Linked DNA regions of Mus musculus: all the other regions are linked to region 3. A link is a contact called in public ChIA-PET and HiChIP or PLAC-seq data. All regions are on one chromosome and are shown on one strand. The core of a region is the stretch at or near the end of the contact, and the rest is flanking DNA. Distances in the headings are between cores, read along the strand shown.

What was found. ChIA-PET counts read pairs in DNA pulled down with a chosen protein or histone mark. HiChIP or PLAC-seq counts read pairs in DNA pulled down with a chosen protein or histone mark.
Region 1: an RNA polymerase II ChIA-PET map of memory CD8 T cells shows a contact between it and region 3, with 33 read pairs. The contact joins two enhancer-like sites. A contact is called at or near these places in 14 of 484 Hi-C or Micro-C datasets (the CH12 cell line, LSK cells, bone marrow-derived dendritic cells and 11 more), 6 of 115 datasets of contacts at active chromatin or transcription factors (bone marrow-derived macrophages, differentiating embryonic stem cells, double positive thymocytes and 2 more) and 1 of 9 other capture datasets (embryonic stem cells).
Region 2: an RNA polymerase II ChIA-PET map of memory CD8 T cells shows a contact between it and region 3, with 481 read pairs. The contact joins two enhancer-like sites. A contact is called at or near these places in 2 of 39 promoter capture datasets (the SN4741 cell line and hippocampal neurons), 2 of 15 datasets of contacts at CTCF or cohesin (embryonic stem cells and large pre-B cells), 56 of 484 Hi-C or Micro-C datasets (the AtT-20 cell line, B cells, the BV-2 cell line and 42 more), 18 of 115 datasets of contacts at active chromatin or transcription factors (bone marrow-derived dendritic cells, bone marrow-derived macrophages, craniofacial prominence and 13 more) and 1 of 9 other capture datasets (embryonic stem cells).
Region 4: a contact with region 3 is called in an H3K27ac HiChIP or PLAC-seq map of regulatory T cells, with 6 times the contacts expected there. The contact joins two enhancer-like sites. A contact is called at or near these places in 6 of 15 datasets of contacts at CTCF or cohesin (the NIH/3T3 cell line, embryonic stem cells, hippocampal excitatory neurons and 3 more), 66 of 484 Hi-C or Micro-C datasets (the AtT-20 cell line, B cells, the BV-2 cell line and 51 more), 12 of 115 datasets of contacts at active chromatin or transcription factors (cardiomyocytes, craniofacial prominence, differentiating embryonic stem cells and 7 more) and 1 of 9 other capture datasets (embryonic stem cells).
Region 5: an RNA polymerase II ChIA-PET map of memory CD8 T cells shows a contact between it and region 3, with 304 read pairs. The contact joins two enhancer-like sites. A contact is called at or near these places in 4 of 484 Hi-C or Micro-C datasets (cranial neural crest, embryonic stem cells, gonadal supporting cells and 1 more) and 4 of 115 datasets of contacts at active chromatin or transcription factors (astrocytes, embryonic stem cells, memory CD8 T cells and 1 more).

Annotation. Positions count from the first base shown.
Region 1 is chr3:130,899,341-130,902,125 of GRCm38.p6, forward strand. No RefSeq gene overlaps it. Among named protein-coding and RNA genes, the nearest start is that of Gm36520, 49 kb to the left of the region's middle. Within about 2 kb of position 1,266, at least 96 of the 459 cell types and tissues checked have an H3K27ac peak or open chromatin away from gene starts, as enhancers often do. A contact at or near this core is called in memory CD8 T cells, where this site is marked.
Region 2 is chr3:130,817,618-130,820,374 of GRCm38.p6, forward strand. No RefSeq gene overlaps it. Among named protein-coding and RNA genes, the nearest start is that of Gm36443, 15 kb to the left of the region's middle. Within about 2 kb of position 1,279, at least 91 of the 459 cell types and tissues checked have an H3K27ac peak or open chromatin away from gene starts, as enhancers often do. A contact at or near this core is called in CD8 T cells, Th1 cells, memory CD8 T cells and 1 more, where this site is marked.
Region 3 is chr3:131,249,441-131,252,140 of GRCm38.p6, forward strand. Hadh (hydroxyacyl-Coenzyme A dehydrogenase) reads right to left here. Exons shown (of 8, transcript NM_008212.4): 2 at 363-491. Among named protein-coding and RNA genes, the nearest start is that of Hadh, 21 kb to the right of the region's middle. Within about 2 kb of position 1,406, at least 33 of the 459 cell types and tissues checked have an H3K27ac peak or open chromatin away from gene starts, as enhancers often do. A contact at or near this core is called in CD8 T cells, Th1 cells, Th2 cells and 2 more, where this site is marked.
Region 4 is chr3:130,762,970-130,765,669 of GRCm38.p6, forward strand. No RefSeq gene overlaps it. Among named protein-coding and RNA genes, the nearest start is that of Gm43522, 4.0 kb to the left of the region's middle. Within about 2 kb of position 1,447, at least 8 of the 459 cell types and tissues checked have an H3K27ac peak or open chromatin away from gene starts, as enhancers often do. A contact at or near this core is called in Th2 cells and regulatory T cells, where this site is marked.
Region 5 is chr3:130,945,040-130,947,785 of GRCm38.p6, forward strand. No RefSeq gene overlaps it. Among named protein-coding and RNA genes, the nearest start is that of Gm36520, 95 kb to the left of the region's middle. Within about 2 kb of position 1,277, at least 180 of the 459 cell types and tissues checked have an H3K27ac peak or open chromatin away from gene starts, as enhancers often do. A contact at or near this core is called in memory CD8 T cells, where this site is marked.

The DNA.
Region 1 (2,785 bases), core at 16-2,515, 350 kb before region 3:
TCTCCTGTGAGGGTCTGCTTTGTGGATCCCTTGTGAGGGTCCCCTGGGAGTGTCTCCTGTGTATATCCTGTGAGGGTGTTCTGTGAGAATCCACTGGGAGGGTCTCTTGTGTATATCCTGTGAGGGTGTTCTGTGAGAATCCACTGGGAGGGTCCTATATGAGGAGCTTCTCTGGAGTTGAGGTGGAAATGTTTGCTTGGCTCCGGCAGAACCTGGCTGGTAGCAGTGGGAGATATTTCATAATATGATGGTGATGCCACCTCGTTCTTTTCATCTTCAAAGTACCTTACAAACAGTAATTAATTCCTATAATACTCATGAGGTAAGTAAGTAAACACCATTATCCCATTTTATAGATAGAGAAACTGAGGTGAAGTAGCCAAGAAAATGGCCCAAGGCCAGAAAGAGACAATCTTAGAGAAAGATCAGAGGGAGACACTCCTGCTGTCTGCTACCCCCCTTTGGCTCACACCACCTGAGACTCTATCAGGACAAAGTCGCCACAGAGCTGTAGGTAGCCAGAGACCCAGGAAGGGCAGGGTCTCCCAGCAGCTCCACTTGGGTCTCCCTGCCCTGAGAAATAAATGCTGCTATTCACCCAGTGGGCAGCGTGTGGTCATTCACTTCAAGATCCCTTGCAAAATAACAACAAAAAACCCATTGAGGCTCCTTTCTCCTCGGACCACGTATTTCCTGAGCCTTTCCTTGAAATCAAGGGATGCATCGCGCATCCACGCCCTCAGGAAGCAAGAGAACCCTACCCGCCCTTCAGTTCTTGGGAAGTTATTCAGAAGTGAGACCGCAGAGCAGGCCACAATGCCGGCCTTTCTCCTCCGGGTCCCTGGCCCAGCTTCCTCACTAGACAGCTAATAGCCATCTGGCTGCACCGCACTGATCGGCTGCTTCCTCTTCGTGGGCCTCCCGACTCCCCGCGCTCGGGGTGGACGCATCTCAAGTAGCTCGCAATTAGGCTGAAACGTTATATTAATGCTGACAGAGGCCGCAGAGAGGAAACATGAGTTGAAATGAAACAAAAATGGCTAGCTGAGGGAAGGAACCCAGTCCCTGGGAAGTGAAAGCCACTAACCAAAGGTTCCACACTACTCCAGACCTGAATTTCACCCAGACTGCCCAGACAGACAGCAGTCTGAGACGCTTCGTGGACCACAGTTCGCGACGCTTCGTGGACACAGTCTGCGATGCTTCATGCGCCTAATCACGAGCCTTCATCACACTCGGCTCAAAACACTGCCACTTACCCACACTGCACTGCCTCTCTCCTTCCTTTAACAGCCCAAAGCTATCTGCTGCCACCCACTTCACACTACTATCAAGTCTTGAAGCTTATGCGTTATCTAGATTCCCCTGGTATCAGGACTTGGCTCCTACTAAAAACTGAAGGCCTTTGAAGTGCTGGGGCCAAACTGTGCCTGTAGTATGTCAAGTCAGTCACTGTGTTTTCTTGAAACCTTTGTTCCACACCGGCCTCTGTTTGGCTGCATGTTCCCGGCAGAGCTACAGGAAAAAAAAAGTAGAACTTGCCCTCTGCAGTCTCTTTGATTCTCCTGTGAGACCACTTGGGGACATCCAGACAGTCTTTTGGGACAGTCTTGACCCAGAGCACTGAAGAGAGGCACCAGGAAGCAGTATGGTGGATAGGCAGACTATCAGCCTCAACCTGGCCCCAGTGGGCCTTGCCCACAAAGGCCCTTGTCTCCTGGGTCTTGAGGCAGCTAATTGGTGATGGCCGCCATGACAATACATCTGTCTCAGGCCCTTCTTGAGTACTGAGGAGATAACCGAGTCCACTGGAGCACAGGTGCGCATGGTTTACGGTGGCCTTCCAATGAGTATGCTCTTCCTCTAGCTTCAGCCTGGATGGAGGAAGACGCCCCTCAAACTGGAAAGACCCCCATATGGAATCAATCTAGCATCAGAAGAACCGTCACCATCCCATGCCAGCGCAAAATCAGAACAAGAAAGAAATGGGTTCCCGGGCGGGTAAATTCTCCCCTCCCCCGCATCGGAACCAGGAGAGGTGAAACCTTGGGCAGATTCCTCCTAAACAAAGCCCGCTTCCCTCCTGCTCAGAGTTCCATCAGAAGCCCCAAGGCTGGGTGTGGGCCAAGTTCAGGCATCATACAAGTCTGTTCTCTGCACAGTGACACATTCCAGGTGAACGCCGGGGAGAAGGGCTGAGCAGAGAGGCAAAACTTCTCACCACATGAAAGAGACTGTTCCGGCTTGCTGCCAGAGCGCGCAGGCTGCACAGTGACACTGCGCACCGTGCTCCAGATTCGAAAGTTCATAAATAGATCCACAGTGTTGATACTTCAGGGCCATGGTGGGTGGGAGTTGGATTTCTGTTCCTCCAACTCTGTAATTAATTTATCTAGCAACGAGGATACAGTGATGCCAGGAAGAAAGAAAATAAAAAAGCCCCTGGAGGGGCTGTCTGTGTCTTTGCAGAATGACTGGGGACTCCTGGGTTAGAGCTGCAGTTTAGACGTGAGTGAACTTTTTAAAAGTCTGTGTGAGTGTGTGGAGTCAACGGCTATGTATCAAAGGGGTCCGTGTGATGTGTGTGTCTCTTTAAACACTTACGTAATAGTCTGTCTGTACTGTGTGAAAGGACATGGCATGCACATATGTGTGATGGGACAGTATCAGGTCACACATTGTGGTATTGTGGTAGGCAGGTGCTATGATTTGCATAAAGTATATATGTTTGTGCTACATAAGCCTTGTATGGAAAGATGAGAGAATATATGTCCATGTGTTGTAC
Region 2 (2,757 bases), core at 29-2,528, 430 kb before region 3:
CACAGTCTTGTCTTGTAGCTATGCTGGCCTTGGACTTGGTTCTTCCTTCCTGTGCCACGCATATAAGCATACGGCACCATATCTGATGCACACAGCATCATATCTGATGCATACAGCAACATATCTGATGCATACAGCATCATATCTGATGTTGTGTCTTGCTTTGACTGGAGGGCTCATGAGTGACGCACACCAGACTCCACAGGCTGGGAGCCAACCCTGGGAAGTAGGGTCACAGTCAGTCATGACCATGGTGTATTGATGGTGTATTTGACCCAGGATCTAGGCTGAAAGCAGCCATGTAGAAGTACTGTTAACTCTCAGGAGCCTCTTGCCATCCTAGAACTGGATTAGAATGTTCTGGATAATGAAGAAGCTAGCTCGCTTCTCAGCTCCTATCAGCTGTCGTTCTGTGGGTAAGTTTAAAGGTAGACTGTCCAGTTAGCATTTATCTATACTTGGTAAAAGGTAGCTACTTGTATATTATAAATTAGTCATGAAGTTAAACTGTCATCACGGTGTTGTAAGAGCAGGCCACATGGTGCCTGCTTGGGTTGTTGTACCAGTAGAGCTGAGCCTTCACTATTCCTTATTTTTTGTGGGTGCCAATAGTTTCTCATGGCACAGTTGAGCCTGATGACTTTGTTTAGAAATTAAAAAAAAAATTCATAGTTAACTCCAGAGATATATGAGTCTCATTTTCTTCAGTATTTTTTTAAATTAAAATTTTTAAAAATTAGAATGAAATGATCTTTAAAAATAATGTGTGTGTGTGTGTGAGAGAGAGAGAGAGAGACAGAGAGAGAGAGAGAGAGAGAGAGAGAGAGAGACAGAGAGAGAGTGTGTGTGTGAATGGAGGTCAGAGGACAACTTGTGGAAGTCAGTTCTCTCCGTCCATCATGTGGATTCTAGAGATTGAACTACAGTTGTCAGGGCTGGCAGCAAGCATCTAATTAGGCATATCCCCTGTGAGCATTTCCTAGCGCTGCTTGCTTTGATAATATTAAAACCATCTGCCTTCATTGCCTACAGGTCCGGGGATTAAGGGGTAAGATATCCCAGTACAGAGACAAAGGAAGGATTTATTAAATAGTAAGGTGAGATATTTGTTGTGTATAATTCAAAATATACGTGTGTGTGTGCAGTACACACAAGGTGAAGAGCGCCAGGATGGAGGAAAACAGCCTTTGGATTTTACGAAGTCCTCTGGGAGCTCTCGTTCCAAAAGTCGAACTAGCAGCCGCCACTAGATGGTGCTAAGCAGCAGGGAGGCGCGGCTTGGCGCCTTTCGGCTCCCCTCCCCCACCGCGGAACCTGCATCGCTTGCTTGATTCCTTGCTCTGTGTGCTTGATGCTCTGAGAACGATTGTCCAGGAATGTCTAATAATAACAAAAGCCCGTTTAAACATTAGACAAACACGAGCCTAGGTGGGTAAACATCGTCAGTGGCCCTCTCCTTTGTCTGTCAGTAAAAGGAGTGAGGCTCAGTAGCCTAAAATGTAAACTGGTGGGTGAGTTTCCGAGTACTCAGTTCAGTACTAAGGAACTCTTTGAAATACGCGGATTGTCTGTTCCAGGTGAAGAGGGTGGGGGTTGGGGGCGAAGCGGTCTTGAAGGGGAGAAATTTGAATTACCTTTGGCAGCATGGCGCACGCCCGTGGGTTAGAGTTGGAGGCTGTTGGATTTGAACTTGGGAATTTATAAGAGTCGGAAACTGGAGTTGTCTGTGCAGAGCTCATAGATTGCTACTCCTAACAACAGGTGGCACCTGTGACACGAGACAAGTCTTTGCCTTTTCTTTCTGCTTAAGACCTTTTGGACTCTTTAACACAGGGTGCCTGCTCTTGCCTGAACTATCTAAATGCATCCTGTCAAACCAGGAGTCTGCTCTTCATTGCTGTTCTAGATTTCAGGCCAGGCAAAAACATGGCGTGGCGGGGTGGAGGAGGGGAGCGAAGGAAACCTTTAGGAGCAAAGTCAACTTTGTATCCACTTCCTCACTGGGGGGGAAAAAAGCATGAAGCGTTTGATTAATGTAGATACATAGATGTTCATTTAGACACAACCTGTGGGTGGGTGGGGGTGGAATCCACTAAGGTGTTTACAAATTTTAACTTCAAACTGAAGAGATTACTGTAGATGCTACTGCCAAACCAACCAGAGCAGAATTTCTTGAGATTATGTATCTATGACCCCCCCCCTTTTTTTTTCCTGCGTAGAATTAGGCTGGCGGGACACTTCCTATTGATGCCTACAGGGGACAAACTGTACTGCAGCAGTTTGCAATGGAAGATTGTTTATGTGCCATGCGATCTGAGAGGCGCGATTGTGAATGGGGGAAGCAAAGGGAATTGGAGTGTATAAATTGCCAGAAATCAGGGTAAATCATTCGGAGGAAGTGCTCAAAAACAAGACGAAAAACCCAGAGGGGTCTTCAGGAAAAGGAGACCACGGTCAGGAGCAGCAGAGACACGCATGCGTGGATGTGTTTGTTTGTTTTTTGTTTTTTCTATTTCTAGGCAACTGTAGAGGGAAGGTGAGCTGTGTTTCTGGGGGGAGGGCCAGGAGAGTGGGAACAGACTGGGGGCGAGGGGAGAGGAGGGACACGCCAAACTTAACGTCTGTAGTAAAAGTCAGAGAATTGTTCTGGTTCGTTTTCACACAGGGCCATGCTGAGTGAGCACCCAGGAGGCATCAGAGCTGGAGTCCAGTGATGCTGGGTAGAGGCACCCGGGCTGTAGGCCCGGCTCAGGAAAG
Region 3 (2,700 bases), core at 156-2,655:
TTTGGCTTACAGATCCCACCCTCGTGGTCACGTGTACTTTGTGAAAGAGTTTGTATGTAGTCACAACTTAAGCTTCATGGTGCATTGGGCTGACTGTCACCTGGAAATCTTTCACCAGATTGTCCAGTGTTTTAAATGTGCTGACAACGGCCCACCTGGCTTTGATCCGGGTTGACAAAGCCAGTCTGCACCAGATTTTCTTATCTCTGCTCAGGGATCCAAGTCACCGCCTGACACCTGCAGGGACCCCCTCAGGCAATTAGACACAAGCATACAATGAGGTGAAGCCACACAGACACACAGACACACACACAAAGGTGGAGCCGTCAGAGGAATGGCCTTAGCCACTGATAAGAACTTACCTTAGGGTTTTCTGTGAACTTCTTCTTTGCCATCCTCTTTAGACTCTCCTCAATTCCCTTCTTGGATTTTGCCAGGATGTCTTCCGTTTGGTCCACCAATACTACTGTATGGCCAGTTGCTGCAGCTACCTAAATTTAAAAAAAAAAAAAAGAATCAGTTTCATATTCTACATGGCTTCCACTACTATTCCACTCAAAATAGCTCATGGGCCTAAGCATCAGCCAAGGTCAGACACTTGCTTCTTGCCTGAGGCGGTCCGAAGTCACGCCGCAAATTCTCCATAACACGTCTCTTCTTGTGGCCCTTAAAGCAGGAGTAGGTGAAGCTTACAATTCTACTCCAAGCCAATGAAGATCTTGTCCCCAAGAGCTATTTAAGGACACAACTAGAAGGAGAGCAGAGTCTATGACAACTAGCCAGTTTGGGGAGGCAAAGGGGATTCCACATTTCTTGCCTTCTCCATTCCCCCCTGGGTAGGCGACATCCCTGAGACACAGGTATATTGAGTGAAGCTGTGTCCCAAGACCACAAACAACCAGCCTGTTTTACACACTGTCAGGGTCAAGTCAAGTCCTCTTTCACCAGTCTGCTAAAAGCCCCAGCAAGGACCACAGAACAGGGAGTTTGTTGGGGAAAAAAAAAAAAGACTATTGAGTCATCTACACACAAATGTGACTCAATTCAAGGTAGGAGTAGAAGGACACACCCAATCTATCGCAGATACGATGTGACAGCCACCCTGAGAAGAGGCCCCAGGAAGCCTGAGTACTTCCTGGAGACACAGTTTTAGGACAGGTGGGCACTGGTGGTGTGGTGAGAGGGGCAGGCTAGCTGCAGATCTGCCCAAGAAGTAAGAAGGTGAAAAACACTGTGATCATGTGAGATTCCTGAAGCCAAGCAGCCAAGCCTCAAAGCAGAAAACACAGAGAGAATAAGACAGAACCAGACGAGCAGTGAGAGCCAACAGGTTCAAATCCCACAGCCAGGTTCCCAATGCTGCATCAAGTTTGAAGTGTTGAAATGCAGGCTTAAAATGACAGCTACACCTAGGGCTTCTCCCACGCAGTGGTACAGGTCCGAGCCTGCCCGGCCTGTGGGCAGCTTCAGCATCCCAGGATCTGAGAAACAAAGAATGGGAAAGCTGCTGATGCAGGAGAACTGACAGATCAGGGTGATGGGAGCAAGAAGGCCAAGTCATCCCGATAAGAGACAGAAGCACACAGTGAGTGACCCCGCTGTCAGTGTAAGGCCAGACCGTTTCCCAAAGCAGAACACTTGAGGACCCAGGCCAGTGTTTCTCTAGCGAGCCAAGGCCAAGAGCCGACACGCCGAGGTGACTGGGCAGAGCAACTTTGGAAACAGTACAGAAGGGAGTGACCACAGCAGACCCAGGTCCTCTGCTTTTAGGAAGGCCGCTTGTGAAGCTGACCCTGGGCTGACCTCTAGAACTTGGGTTTGGAGTGAGTTCTCGTCCTTCTCTGACCATGCAGCTTCCGCTGCTGCAGGCTCTCCTGAGACAGTGCAATGTCGGAATCAGATGATATCATGGCCATCCGCCGGATGATAGCATGGCTATTCCTCAGTAAAACGCCTGGATGCCAAGTCTCTAGCTGGAGCACCTAGAGACAACTTTTTACATGGTTTGTCACATCTCACTGCCGAGGGAACTACACCTGTCCAATGTGGTTGTGAGGGACAGGGAAGGCCCTTGCCAGCTCTTGCCTGGCACCTGACACACTCCAGCAGTCTTTCCTCTTTACTTCATCCCTTAGCAGTAGTAAGTTGCCACCTTGCATATGTCTGTACGTGGGACCTCCTAAAGAATTACCGAACCACGTGGGGGAAGGGCTAGCAGAGAAACAGAAATGAACAGATCTCAAGGTCCTGGTAGGGCCAGGCGGGGAACTAGCCTGCTCTGTGTTTGGCAGTTGAGAGACTGTCAACTTGACAGGCAGGAGTGAGGGCCACCAATAGAGGCTCATGACCGGCAACGCAGGGACAAGCAAGTGCTGCCTTGAGGGCTTCTGCTCTTGGCCCCTCTGCCATATCTCTATGGTGTTTGAAACAAGTGATTCTTACATAGTTTCTCCTGACCTCTGCTCTAGACCGTTCCTCAAGGTGGCCAAACAGGACTCCTGGGCTCTTACCCACATGGGTCCCAACCCATACTTCCCCCCTCTTCATCTCCAGTAGGAAACTGCTTGGGTTTTTCAGCTCTTAGAATTGAGAAGACATAAACAGTCATGACACCAGGCTGTACCACAGGTGACGTAACAACAACGGAGAGCGATGCTCTTGACAGCTCTCCTACATGGGGAGTTTATACTCTCATTCACA
Region 4 (2,700 bases), core at 197-2,696, 490 kb before region 3:
GTTGGCACTGACACCTTCTTGTCACCCTAAGTCCATAGTTTACAACATGGTTCCCTCTTGTGTTGTGTAGTATAGGTTTTAAGACAAATTTCTGGCAGGTGCCCGTCTCTGTATGACCACACTCACCCCCGACTGTGAAACACCTTCTTCTCTCCTCTTACTCACCTCCCCACCCACTGATGTTCTCATCAGCTTCAGAGTTTTGGTTTTTTTTTTCCTAGTGTCTTAGAGTTGGAATCCTGAGAAAAGAGTCAAGATTATCTCTCTCATGAAGAGCTATAGGAACACAAAAGCTCCTATTTCCCTGGGAGTAGTGGGAAGGTTTTAGTACAGGTTAGGGACAGCAAGATTGGGAGAAGGACAGGAGAGTCAATTAAAACCAACAATGCACAAAAATGCCACAAGGAAATCTGATGCTTGATAAGCTAATTTAAAAAGCAATATAAGATAGAAGAATTTGAACAGAGGTGCCCTGCTTCAGTAGATAAGGAGATTTCCAGAGGACGTGGGTTATAAAGTGAAAATCCCAGTGCCAAAAGTGGACTGCCGCCCTATGTGTTGTTGGTTAGGGAGATCCTGGGGTCACCTTCCCCATCCCCCAGTGCAGAGTGATTGAAACTGCTTTTGGTTGCCATCAAGAACCAGACTGTATGACTGGGTCGCTGAAGACATCACATGTGTTGATCGGAGTACACAGATAAATCAACCAAACTGGAACTAGGCTAAAGGCTTCCTTATTGCTGAGTGGTCCTCATGGTGCTAGAAAGGTGTTATAGATTTAGGGGAATGGTTGTCATCAATTGTCTTACTCAGCTATTGACCCCAGATGCAACACTACCAATCATCCAGGCAACCTGCTCACCAGCACAATGGTGGCCAGTCTGTTAGAGGGCTAACCAACCAGCTTCGAATGGGAATTGAAGCCTGATTGACAACGGAGAATTCACCTCTAGTGCTGTAAATGTGGTCAAAGCCCACGGCTGTGAGAATCATAGGCCTTAGTGGAGAAGCCGCTATTTTGCTGAATGAACATGATGATCACATCAAACTGCCTTCTAAATAACTGGGTTTGTGCCCACAGACTAGTGCTGCTGTGTGCCGTAGCCAGAGAGACTTCTTTTTGCAGTGGTCAGTAGTACCCGGCTATCATGATGAGAGTAAGAGATGGGTGAATGCTAGCCAGAAGTGGGACATCCATATCTCCACCCCAGAGGCTCGGGGGACATTGTAGAAGGAAGGGTGGAAGGAATGTAAGAGCTGGAGGAAGTGGGAGAGGGTGCGGAATGCTGACTTGTGACCATAATAAGGCCACTGCACCCTGGCACCCAGAGCAGCTGGGATTGCCTGCACAAGACTGTGCCTGTCAGCAGCTTTCTGTAGAAGGGAGAGGCACTCATAAGGTCTGCCATTTCCTGAGGACTTACGTGCGTTTCCTGGTTGTCAGGAGATAGACATTTCCTTCAATGGTGTAACCCACAGTGTGTGATCCAGTAAACAATACCTGAGCTGAGCTCCTGTAAGCAACTGTAATGAAACCGATTGGACCATCAGAGCATAACAAATGTAAGAGTAGAAGGGACTAGCTGGGGGAGGAGAGGGGAAGCAGAGAGGATAACGGGTATGTGTGTGGTGATTATGATCAGATATACATGTACAAAGATGTCCTATTGAAACCCACTATTGATCGATACTAACAAAAATAAAAGATGGAACCACTTCTCAGGGACTCTCTTCCTGTAGTTGGCTAGGTTTTTTTTTTTTCTCATGTACTGGGGAATACAGAACTGTGGTGAACCAGAGCTTCCTACATAGCGGGTAAGTATTCTACCACCAAATTTCAGCCCTACATCTTTCCTTGTTTTTGTTTTGAGACAGGGTCTTGCTAAGTTACTCGGGATGACCTTGAACTTGCAGTTCTCTTGCTTCATCTTCTGAGTAGTTGGGCCTCTCTGGCCATGACCTTTGTAATTTCTTTGTGATCGTCATGAAGACTCAGTCCTACACAAGTCCTGCCTATATCCAGTCAGCTGAGCGCAGCCATGGCGTCACTGCAATTTCTTAGGTAGAATAAGTCCTAGGTTTTTATTTTTAACTTAAAATATAGTTTGGTTTCTATTTCAGTGCTGATCACATAGGCACAGGTGGCTCATGAAAATCCCGTGAGCTGTGTGTTTATGATATACACAACAAGTCTAACATATTAGCCTTTGAGGGGGGACTTTCTCTGTAGCAGGGAGACGACTTAACAACTGTTACAGAGAAACCTCACAAATCTGGAACAAGGGTATGGTGGGGAGGAGCGAGCATGCTCAGAGTAGATCAGCTCATTTTTAGTCATTCTAGTCAGTCAAGCACATTTAGTTCCTTGGTTTAGCGCCTCCTCTGCCCCCCCCCCCCCAAGAATGCAAGATGACATCGGGATTCTAACACTCATCTGCAAATACCATAAAATTAGGTGGGAAGAAATAATTTTCTTAAAATATGTGTGTGTGTGTGTGTGTGTGTGTGTGTGTGTGTGTGTGTGTGTGAGTGTGTATTTGAGGCAGAGGCATGTATGACATGGCACACGTGTGGAAGGCAGAGGACAACATGAAGGTCTGTTTTTTCCTTTTACCATGTGGGACTGAACTCAGGTCCTCAGGCTTAACCACAAACACCTTTAAGAGCTACCTTGTTGGCCTGGAGGCTTCTGCCTTATCA
Region 5 (2,746 bases), core at 27-2,526, 300 kb before region 3:
CAGGTCACAGCAAGACTAATCTTTAACATCACAAGATTCATTCATTCATTCATTCAATGTATTTGATATCTAAAAAGCAGCTTTATTTTTATGGCAGTCTGGAGCTCAGAGGAAAAGGAACATTGTGGCAGTAAGAGATGGGCTCTGTAGACATTCAAATCTCTGGTCACCGTAACCTTTTCAAGCCACACTTACTTCATAGAATCATTGTGGATTGATTGGCAGAGTCCTCAGATGAGAACACTGACAATCCAGGTTGACTGTAAAAGAGAACAATAATTTCAAGTGTGAAGGAAACGTTCCAGATTAAAAAAACAAAAAAAACAAAACAAAACAAACAAACAAAAACACAGTGTATGCTGTCTAGATCCTTATAAACATATTTCCTCTTCATGAAGACAACTGTCACACTTCCTTCCCTGAAGTGTATGCTGTTAAGCTTATTTACTTCCTGGTACTCAGAATAGGTTTTTCTCCAGCAGTCTGGGAAGGCAGCCGGGTGGGTGGGTGGCTTTGGGGCCCACACTGGACCAGCATCTGAGTCGCAACAAATCCCATATTGTCCAGACCCTAATGAAATTGCTTCTGGCGTCGCCAGGAAAGTGTTTACTCGCCTCTAAATTAACTCCATTGTCCATCCGAGAGAAGAAAGTAAGTCAGCTATCAAAAGGGAAAAAAACAAAAAACAGAAAACAAAAAATGAGGCAGGCACGGAGTTCTTGCTTACAGCAGTAGGTTTTATTGTTTTGTTGTTGTTATTTTGGTTTTAAAGGGTTGTTTTTCCACAAGTTCCTTTATGTCCTAAGACAAAGTCCCTTCTCGTGGCTCTCTGTCCCGTAATGACATTTCTCAGAACAGCCTTGGGCTCCTGGTCGCTGTCCCGTTGTGCGCCACCACCACCCCTCCCCACTTCATCCCCCATGGCTGCACGCAGAAACCTTTTCCTCAAGTGATGGACTCCTGTTTTGCAGCCAGTCAGCACCTGCTCTCAAAACCTGATCCCTCCCTGGTTTGTTTCAAGTGGAGCCAGGGGATCCGGACTTAATTAGCAGTGATATATCTCTCATACTGATCAGTTCCATCCAGCTTCCCCCTGGGGCCCCAGATTTGTCTCTATTTGGAATCCCCGTGCTTGCTGGGCGGCTGGTGTTTGCAGTTAGCTGGCAGCCGCTCGCTCGCTCGCTTGCTCGCTTGCTCGCTTGCTCGGAGAGCACGCCGGGTGGGAACACTCGCCGGGTGGCGGAGCAGGCAGCCTTTGGCGGGGCTGGGGAGGAGACAAGTCCTGGCGGCTTCCTTCAGCCCAGTGCCCACAGCCAAAGGCCAGGCTGGGAGACAGCCCCTCCTCAGACACCGGAAGAGACTCGGGGAGGCTGGGAATGGCTGGAGACGGTGGTCACCCTCACTCAAGGAAGCTCCGTGGCATGGCAGAGGCCTGGATGTCGCGAGTTTGCAAATGGCCTTTTGGGCTGCTGAGGAAGGATTTCTTTCTTTCTTTCTTTCTTTCTTTCTTTCTTTCTTTCTTTCTTTCTTTCTTTCTTTCTTTTTCAGGAGGGGAAACCGCCTCCTGCTCTGTACCATCTCGAGCCAAAATAACATGTTTTGGCAACCATTATTTGGCAATTAGGGCCTCAGCTCACTGAAAGCATTCTTCCATGCAAAATATGCCTTGGAAAGAAAACACTAAACCACATCTGAGTGAAAATATAGGAAGTCAACAAAGGGGTGACTGAGCAGGGAGAGTCAGCAGGAGCGCTTTGGAGGAGGGCGCAGTTGGCAACTAGACCTTTCCATTGCCCTGACTCCAACTCTACCCCAGTCTAGGCAAGGCTCGAAGACTTAGCATAACAGCATACTGCGTGCTGGGCTCCATTCCCTGGCCCCCCAAACAGCCTTCCCGGCAGGATCTAAAGAAAGGCAAAAGATAGGGTATGTCTGCAGGTCAGTTCACCCCACCCCCCAGCCACCCCCACCCTCCCAGCTACACACATATACAATCTGCAAGACTGAGCAGGGGACGGGAACAACGGGTACAGGGACCCTTCTAGGTACTGACTGACTCCTCTCTCATCCTAACACTGCTCCCTTTCAGCCAGTGTGAGAGCAGAGAGATTGCTCTTCCCACGGTCCCATGGAAACCGCATCCTTTGATAAAGAGAACCGCCAAGCAGGTTAACATCCATCAGGTACAACCGGACAGAAGCAAGGAGATTATGACTCAGGGCATGTTGCGTTTTCTGGTGTGTTCCAAGCATATGTGTTGCCATATGCTCTGGTCTACTGTCACACACAGTCTGCTGTGTTCATTCTTTACTGTCCTTGCTCAATTCCCCGATCTGTTGCCTGGTGAGAAACTGTAAAGATTGGGCTTTGAAGGCAGGAAGCAATACCCAATTACACCTTGCACACAATAATACGCCTCTACAGTGGGCCCGACAAAACCACATCCTCCACTCAGCTGTCACAGCGTAGGGCAGACACAGGGCCAAGACACCTGGACTCCCCTCCCTTGTAAACACAACTACCACCTGTAGGCTAGCTCCAGAAGAAATGTTAGTGGATGTCCTGTGGACAGAGACAACCAAAGTGGTTCTCATCACTCTCTCACTGTGTAGCTAGCTCATGAACATGTTAGGTTTAATCTTACAATTCTTAATGACACATCCTTCCTTCATTATTAGAACAATTTTTCTAGCATTGAATGTTAGCATAGGATAACCCTGGGCTGCTTCTGCCCAGCCATGGAATG